Regions from separate parts of the Hordeum vulgare genome. Here all the other regions are linked to region 2. Evidence: chromatin contacts called from public Hi-C data. All regions are on one chromosome and are shown on one strand. The core of a region is the stretch at or near the end of the contact, and the rest is flanking DNA. Distances in the headings are between cores, read along the strand shown. Region 1 has its middle 8.8 kb from the start of LOC123426832. Region 2 holds the start of LOC123426779 (pre-mRNA splicing factor SR-like 1). Region 3 holds the start of LOC123426814 (serine/threonine protein phosphatase 2A 57 kDa regulatory subunit B' kappa isoform-like).

What was found. Hi-C and Micro-C count contacts between places; a contact is called where the count stands out from the background.
Region 1: a contact with region 2 is called in a Hi-C map of seedling, with 2.8 times the contacts expected there. The contact joins the enhancer-like site here to the promoter of LOC123426779 in region 2. A contact is called at or near these places in 2 of 6 Hi-C or Micro-C datasets (leaf and seedling).
Region 3: a Hi-C map of seedling shows a contact between it and region 2, with 5 times the contacts expected there. The contact joins the promoter of LOC123426814 here to the promoter of LOC123426779 in region 2. A contact is called at or near these places in 2 of 6 Hi-C or Micro-C datasets (leaf and seedling) and 1 of 1 datasets of contacts at active chromatin or transcription factors (embryo).

The regions. Positions count from the first base shown.
Region 1 is chr1H:121,583,723-121,586,483 of MorexV3_pseudomolecules_assembly, forward strand. No RefSeq gene overlaps it. Among protein-coding and RNA genes, the nearest start is that of LOC123426832, 8.8 kb to the right of the region's middle. Within about 2 kb of position 1,334, at least 3 of the 3 cell types and tissues checked have open chromatin away from gene starts, as enhancers often do. A contact at or near this core is called in leaf and seedling, where this site is marked.
Region 2 is chr1H:120,656,458-120,659,157 of MorexV3_pseudomolecules_assembly, forward strand. It overlaps LOC123426779 (pre-mRNA splicing factor SR-like 1), which reads right to left and starts at 1,287. Exons shown (of 5, transcript XM_045110665.1): 1 at 1,049-1,287; 2 at 1-169. The coding sequence starts at 151.
Region 3 is chr1H:121,227,575-121,230,391 of MorexV3_pseudomolecules_assembly, forward strand. It overlaps LOC123426814 (serine/threonine protein phosphatase 2A 57 kDa regulatory subunit B' kappa isoform-like), which reads left to right and starts at 1,544. Exons shown (of 2, transcript XM_045110717.1): 1 at 1,544-2,817. The coding sequence starts at 1,915.

The sequences.
Region 1 (2,761 bases), core at 84-2,583, 930 kb after region 2:
TTCGAGCGCTTGCACAAGAATTATAGAAACTAAATCAAACGGTGGCAAATATACATGAGACATCGTTAAAAGTCATCTAGATGTGATTTAGCAATCCCATGCAAAAAAATATGCACAAATTTAGAAAGTATTACATAAAATATGTTTTTTTCAAAATTTATAAAAAATATTCACAAAAACTATATTCATGAATTTGAAAAAAGGAATAAATAAGAAAGAACAAAATGAAAACAAACAAAAGAAGAAATAAACGAAAGAAGCACAAATTCAGAAGGAATTCACAAAAACTAAAAAATGTTTCCCAAATTATAGAAATATTTGCAAAAAATATATTCATGAATTTGAGAAAAGGAAAAGAACACAAAAAGAAAGAACAAAATAAAAAACAAACCGAAAAAACAAAAATGAATGAAGGAAAAACCGGACAAAGCTTCGAGCTGGGTCGATATTTACCTTTGTGTGTCTAATAATGGAAATGCAACTGAACTTCGACAAACACTTTTATCCATTCCACAAAAAGTTGTGGTCATGTAAAAGATATGTAGTTGCAGTTGGCTGACTTACAATTGTGTCTAGTAGAAGAGATGAATCTACTGCACAAACAAATTATTTTTGTTTCCTAATTTAGAATGGCGTTAAAAATGTGCATTTGTGAAGTGAGAGCAACACTTACAATTGCGTGTTTCAGGATGGGTATTCAACTCACAATGACAAAACAATCCATATCTTCTTGTAATGCATGAATTTAAACACAAGAGGTAAAAAGTAAAAAAAAAGGAAAATCAAATAAGAAAAAAAGGATATATAAAAAGAAACTAAGTACTACTACTAGCAAAGAAAAAAAAGAGCAAACTCTAAGAAAAATTGTTGTCTAAAAAACAGGAACACAAATTTCAGATTTCAATACACATACAGGACTGTTACGTCTAATTTGGAACTGCAAAAAATAAGAATATTGTTACTACGAAAATATCAAAAAGGACACATTAAATGTAAAAAAAATGTTTGTAAGAGTGCAAAAGAAATGATTGAGACAAAATTAATTTTTCACTGCCGATTTTGCGACATGAAAAAACAAACATCGCTCCAGAAAGACACAGGCAATCAACCAATATAAAAAAAATATTTGCAACCCAATAAAACAAGAATAACCAGGGTAGGAAAAACGAACAAACAATTTTAGCTATTGAAAAATCAATAATGGCCGAACCCAAGCAAACAAGGCCGGCCTGAAAGAAAAGGCGCTTGTGGACGTACTCATGTAGTGGCCAACACAAAAGCGTTTTATTTGCCGAAGCCTCTAGGCATCAGACGATGGGAGGTCCTATACAGCGCCTTCAGCGCCGGTTAGGCGAACCGGCGCCTGCAGCGCTCCTCCATTTGGGCCAGCCCATGTAGAATGTATTGGTTCTTCAAAAATCGAAAACAAATCATAAAATTTTGAAAAAATCAGATTTGCGAAAAAAGTTTAATGATTATAAAAAAGTTCAACGATTTATTAAATATTTTTATGTATTTTCAGAAATCTCAAACAATTCGAAAAAAATCATTGATTTTCAAAAAAAGTTCATCGATTTTCAAAAAAGTTCATCAATTTTTAAAAGCAGTTTATTCATTTTGAAAAAAATTCACGAATTTTAAATTATGTTCACTGATTTTCAAAAAAATTCATCAATTTCAAAAAAATTACATAAATTTTCCGAAAAGTTCACCGATTTTCAAAAAAGTTCATCGATTTTTAAAAAAGTTCACGGGCTAAAACCCAGTTTGGATCTCTAAATGGGCCGGCCCATGGCAGAGCGCTGCAGGCGCCGGTTAGTAAAATTTGCTTGTAACCGGCGCTGTGGTGCTAAATAGGGTTTCGCTCACACGACTCATACCATGAGGGTCGTTCGATCTAAGTCAGGCCTCCATGAGATTTGGTTTGTTAATTGATTGACTATTTCGTAACTCCTCTGGAAATGCGCGGTCACACATGCACTGATGCACCCTTTGTATTTGCTTCCGGTGATTTCCTAATTTGCTTCATCTATAATAAAATTTATTTTGATCTAATAGAAATTTGTGTCTGATGTAACAGAAAATCGTGCCCAGTAATTTTTTTTCTATCGACTAAATAATTTGCTTTCATGACTTAATTTGCTTCTATCAACAACAATTAAATTTGCTTTCCGCATAAACATAAATTGTACACTGTTTCGTAGCGAAAGAAACTTGGTTTCCAAAGATAAAGGAATTTGCTTCCATGCCGCAAAATCCTAATACAATTAGGATAACTAAAACAAAAGTTACATTACTATTCACATACTGTGCGGGCAAGCACATCCTCAAGGAGGGCCTTGGTCTGTCCATCCATATCTCCACCTTCAGATCGACGCCATCGACGTTGTGGGAAGAGACTAGTGCATGCAGTTTGAGAAAACCAATGATGAATGGTTGGCACCATCTGGAAGCACACATGAAAAAATAGGAGATGGTTTGAACTATAGGTCATGGAAGCACAACAAATGGAATATGCATGTCTTACGGGAAGCAACAATTTGATCTATTAGAGCACACATGATATGTAGTGGAAGCATAAAAATTTCAGATGAGGAAAATATTACGTTGCTATAGAAACATATGAGAAACCTAAAGTAGAAATATAGCTTACACGAAGCAGTGACTTGATCAATCGAAACATAGGTGATAGACAATGGAAGCATATAAAATCGAGATGAAGAGAAATTCAATATATAAGGAGCATATGCAACACAAAAGT
Region 2 (2,700 bases), core at 37-2,536:
CATGATCAACTTGGTTATAGATCTCGTCAATGACCTCATGATAGGTCTTCATCCTGTAGAGCTCCTTGAAGTAATCAGAAGAAAGAATATTCATACAAAGAACCTTCTCCATCAACATATCGATGGGCTTTCCTGAAGTCTGTATCTCCATATTTCAGCGAACACAAACCTGGACCAAAAACAGAGGGATCCTCTTAGCTTAAAGCCTCAAAGCTTATGTCCCGCGTGAATCTTTTCCCAAAATACGAAGAAAACTGGATTTAGTTCTGATAGAACGATTACGCAAATATTTACAGATATATTGCCACCTGAGAAAAATGTAGATCAGTCTTTACCTCAAACGGCTGAAAATTCATGTGTCCCTCACTACCCATGAAATCCCCACTTAAGCTCTCAAGGTCAACAGATTATACTATGTTACTATCAGTGCGTCTGACAAGTAATGCCACACAAGCAAACCTCGAGAGTGGCTGATAGTTTTACCATGTACTCCCTCCGTTCCAAAATATAAGACCTTTTAGGTATTTCACTAGAAGACTACATACGGAGCAAAATGAGTGAATCTATACTCTAAAATATGTCTATGTACATCTGTATGTAGTTTATAGTACAATCTCTAAAAGGTCTTATATTTAGGAACGGAGGGAGTATATAACTCAATTAAAAGGGTCCCCACTGTGATATCCAGATAACCTGCACTGATCCTTTCCCACCATGTATCTAGCCTAAGGATTACCCACAATAATTTAATCCCTCCAAACCGCTGGTGTGGACAAATGCAACCCACCATACATTGTATTTCTATGGGGCCAAGTAGAACTAGAATAGAACTATATTTTGCACAAAGAAATTTCCATGGCCATTAATCACACAGATTCATCAGAAACCCTGTCGTTAACGTACACGATTTCGTCCAGAGGATATTCTCATCTATTCCGCACTTAATAGCAAAAAAATGGCTCAAACTAGTAATCGTCTCTACTTTAACTAGTAACTGGCGAGATGAATCTATGTACGCGGAAACAGAAAGGGATACTCAGTTACTCACACGGAGGATGCGCGCAAACCCTACGACCTCCTTGGCTTCCGAGAGCGAGGGCGGCTTGCGGAGACCCCCAAACCAGAGGGGATGACGACTCTCTGTAGAGGATGAACTCGTATCGGCTTCGGCGACGGCGGAGGGTGTGATGTTTGGGATTCGACGGTAGCTGGGAGATCGCCGGAGATGGATGAAGGAGGCGAGGAAAGGGGAGGGGAGGGTCGGCTGTGGATTTGTGGAGATGGGGGAGTCGCGTCATACCTGGCCAAACGGGCGGACGGGCCGGCCCGCCGTAATCGTACCAGGCACGGCATGGCCCGCCTGGGCCCGATTAATATACAGGTCGTGCCGTGTCGGCCCGCGTGTCAGCCTCCCAGGCCCAAGCACGGCACGTGGCCTAATCGGGTTGACCCGTGGCACGTTAAGGCACGGCGGCGCGCCACATATTTGTTATTTTTTTTCATCTGGCCCTCTCTCGCACGGCGGCCCGCCACAGATCCCGCCTAAATTCCCGCCCGCTCCCCCTTTCCCGCCCGCCCGCTCCCCCTTTCCCGCCCGCCCGCTCCCCCTTTCCCGCCCGCCTGCTCCCCGTTTCCCGCCCGCTCCCCTAGATTCGCGTCGCGACTGGGACTGACGCCCTCTTTCCCGCCCGACGCCCCGCGCCCCCGCCCAACGCCCCGCACCCCCAGTCCCCCATTTCCTTCGCTGCCTAATCGTGTCGTGTCGGGCCAGCACGCGGGCTCGGGGTGGCAGCCCGAGCACAGCCCACGGCGTGCTCGTGCCTGGCCCGAGCACGATTAGCACGTGTCGGGCTCGGCCCGTGTCATGCCTGGCCTGCGGGCAGCCGTGCCGGCCCGCGTGGCACGGCCCGTTTGGCCAGATTTGAGTCGCGTACGACTAGGAATCCAATCATCTATTGGGCTTTCCAAGCAGCTAACGACCTTTGTTGGGCTCTTCAGGAGTTCTGGCCCGTTATAAGACGAGACTGCATGTTGGACGTTTTTCCTCTTCCTTTCAAATTGGGGCGTGCTACGTGTCCGCGCGGGCTGATCTCTACTATTAAAACGGGATCTGCCGTCTGTCGTGATGGTTCAACCTCCTAACGCTAGCTATCCTTTCATCCACATTCTCCCACCGATTTTTTTCAACCCTCCAAAAACCAATTGGTTCAATAAAAAATCCGATACAATAAAAACATAATAAGCTACGCATCAGGGGCGTGCTCTCGCGCTGTCCACGTCGGATTAGCTACAGACAAAAAAGACCAGCGGTTTACCCTTGGCTGCCCCGTCGCGTTGTTTGCTTCTCCAAGAAGAAGAAGAAAGACAGAGAGGAAGAGGAAATCGCCCTCATCCCTTCTCCCTCGACGCACGCTAGGGTTGCTGCTGCCACCGCATCGTGCCATCGGCCTATGGCCAGGTCCTTCGACACCGGCCACCATAGAAGGAAGCAAACTCGACATCCAGTCGCCCGCGCCTCCTTTCTTCCCCTTTCCTCACCTGTGACCCCTCCTCTGCCGTCTGGACTCCTACCCCTTTCTCTTCTCAATCCGGATCCATGGATATGGCCGACAGGGAGGACGAGTACATGGAGGAGGTCGCTGCCGGCGGCGCCAAAAGCATCTCAACAAGAACTACCGTCATGCAAAAGCAAGTCACCGT
Region 3 (2,817 bases), core at 294-2,793, 570 kb after region 2:
TTACCTGATATCGGTCTCCTTAATCTGGTTGTGGCATGTGTTCTGGACATCTACGTCATGGATCTACACAGATTCCGCATGACACTCCTAGATATCTGGATGGGAAAGAATCCGATCGCATGTGTCCATATTATCAACCACTACGGATTCAAGCGGACGCGTGCGAAGCTTCACTTTCTTGTCGGTGTCATGGGACATGTCTAAGTCAAAATTTTTAAGGTTTTGATGGAGGTGGAGAAAGTTATGGCCGCTGCAATTAGAGGTCTTATAGCCTTGGTGGGAGGGTGCATTAGATGGTGTGAAGACTATGTGTCGGGTGTTTGGTGACTTGCAATGGTTGCCTCGTCAAGTGGGGGCGACGACATTGGAGGACTACATTTTTTATGCTCCTCCTCGAATACCGAGTCTTGATTACGAGGGGTGAAGACCTAAGGCCCTGCTTGTTTCATAAGTCCTAGGACTTTTTTAAGTCTCAACTTATAAGTCATAAGTCCCTACCTGTTTGTTTACAGGGACTTATAAGTCCCGAGTCCCTACCTGTTTGTTTACACGGACTTATAAGTCCATGTTGCACCTAATAATACACTTGTTCACATGGATCGTCATCAGCCAACGCGTACGACACACAGGATAAGCACCGCTGCAACGAGGCTCGGGAGAGGGCCTGTCCGGCGATTGGAGGCACCGCTGCAATGAACCGAGGCAGAACAAACCGAGGCGGGGCGGCGACGGGGCGGCGAACCGAGGCAGAACGAACCGAGGCGGGGCGACGACCGGAGCGATAGGTGGGGCGGCGACGGGGCGAGAGGCGGGGCGGCGGCGGCGATTGGACCGAGAGGCGGGGCGAAGTGCGGGGAACGAGCCTGGAGCGACGCGGGGTAGGTCCGGCCCGGGATAAGTCCCAATAAGCTCCTCGGTGAGAGTCTTTATTTGATAAGTCCCAAATCACCACAATAAGTCCCAATAAGTCCCTTGTGTTTGGTTTAGGTTGGACTTATAGGGACTTTTTTAAGTCCCTGGAAACAAACACCCTCTAAGTGTGACTTTTATTGGTTGCATCTCACAATGACCTTTTTGAAGGAATTGTTTTTTGGGTGAATTCAGACTTTCTTCACGATGAAAATCCAATATCTTTGATCAGACAACAACAATGCGTGTGCATTGCTTCTTTCTTAAAGACGTTGCTTTTCTAGAACCACTTTTGTAATTCGGATATTATCTTCAACGGTTGTTAGAGTGCTGCTGATGCTAGTGATTGATCACCTTAACCGTTTTTTTTTTGTTTTTTTTTTTGACTGTGTGTATTCTAGATGTTTTTAAATATTTTGTTGATACAAAAGGTAAATGTAATTGATATCTTTATTATATTAATATAGACTTTCCTTACTGGGAATTCTGCGAATCAAAGAAGGGCTCACATTTTCTTTTGAGACCACAGGAAACCTCGAAACCTTCCATCGGGCGATACGTGGGAATCCAATCTCAAACGAACGGCCGAGATGCATCCGGCCACCCCTTCCTTCTTCCGGTGGCCATCGTTCCCCGCAAACAGCTGTAAACTGCAGCTCTTCTCCCCCCGCTCGGTTCCCACTGCGATTCCACCCAAAACGCCAAAGGCTCTGCGCTTTCTGCCCCCCTCCGCCTCCGAGATCTCATCCATGGCGGAGGCCTCGGCGTCCCGCTCTCGGATCTAATCCCCCCTCACAGCCATTGCGGGATCTGTGGCCGGCGCCCCGACAGCTGCACGGGTCGCGGCGGCCAACCCGGTTCGTTGCGTTGCAAGATTTGCTTTGCCTCTGCGTGTCCTGGGTCGGTGGCGGGTAGTGGGTTTACTTCTCCCTGGTCCGTTCATGGTTCCTTGAAATGGGTGTCTGACGCGAGGGGGGTCGGCGCTACGGACTGTTTGCTGCGGCCATGTGGAAGCAGTTCCTTGGTAAGCTCTCGGGGAAGTCGCCGAAATCCGGCGGAGGCGGGGGCTGGGGATCTCCACCGCCCAAGTCCCCAACGTCGTATGACGTGAATGGGAGGCAGTGGGACTCTATGCGGGCGTCTCCTCCACTCGCGGCTATCGCCGGAGCGGAGGGAGAGACAAGGGAGGACGTGTTCCTCCGGAAGCTCAACGTCTGCTGCGTGTTGTTCGACTTCTCCAACGACCGGGGCCGAGACTCTCCGGAGAGGGAGCGAAAGCGGCAGGTGCTCATGTCTCTCGTCGACTGCCTCGGCACGGCGGAGGAGCCCCTCACGGAGGCGATGGTTTCGGCCTGTGTGCGTATGTTCGCCATCAACCTGTTCAGGGTCTTCCCGCCCAAGGTCCGGCCAGGCACGGGGGCAGCTGCCGAGGCTGACGAGGACGATCCATTCTTTGACCCCTCATGGTACCACTTACAGGTCGTGTACGAGCTGCTCCTCCGGTTCGTCACCTCTCCGGTAGTTGATGTGAAGGTGGCTCGCAAGTACTTGGACAATTCGTTCATCTCTAGGCTGCTTGATTTGTTAGATTCTGATGATCCTAGAGAAAGAGATTGCTTGAAGACAGTATTGCATAGGATATATGGAAAATTCATGGGTAATCGGCCCTTCATCCGCAAGGCTGTGAGCAATATCTTCTATAGGTTTGTATCCGATGCTGATCGTCACAATGGGATTGGCGAACTCTTGGAGGTGTTTGGGAGTGTGATTAGTGGGTTTGCGAAACCATTGAAGGAGGAGCATAAATTATTTCTGTGGAAGGCATTGATTCCTCTTCATAAACCGAAGACAGTGGGCATGTATCTGCCACAGTTGACATACTGCATTACACAGTTTATTGACAAGGAA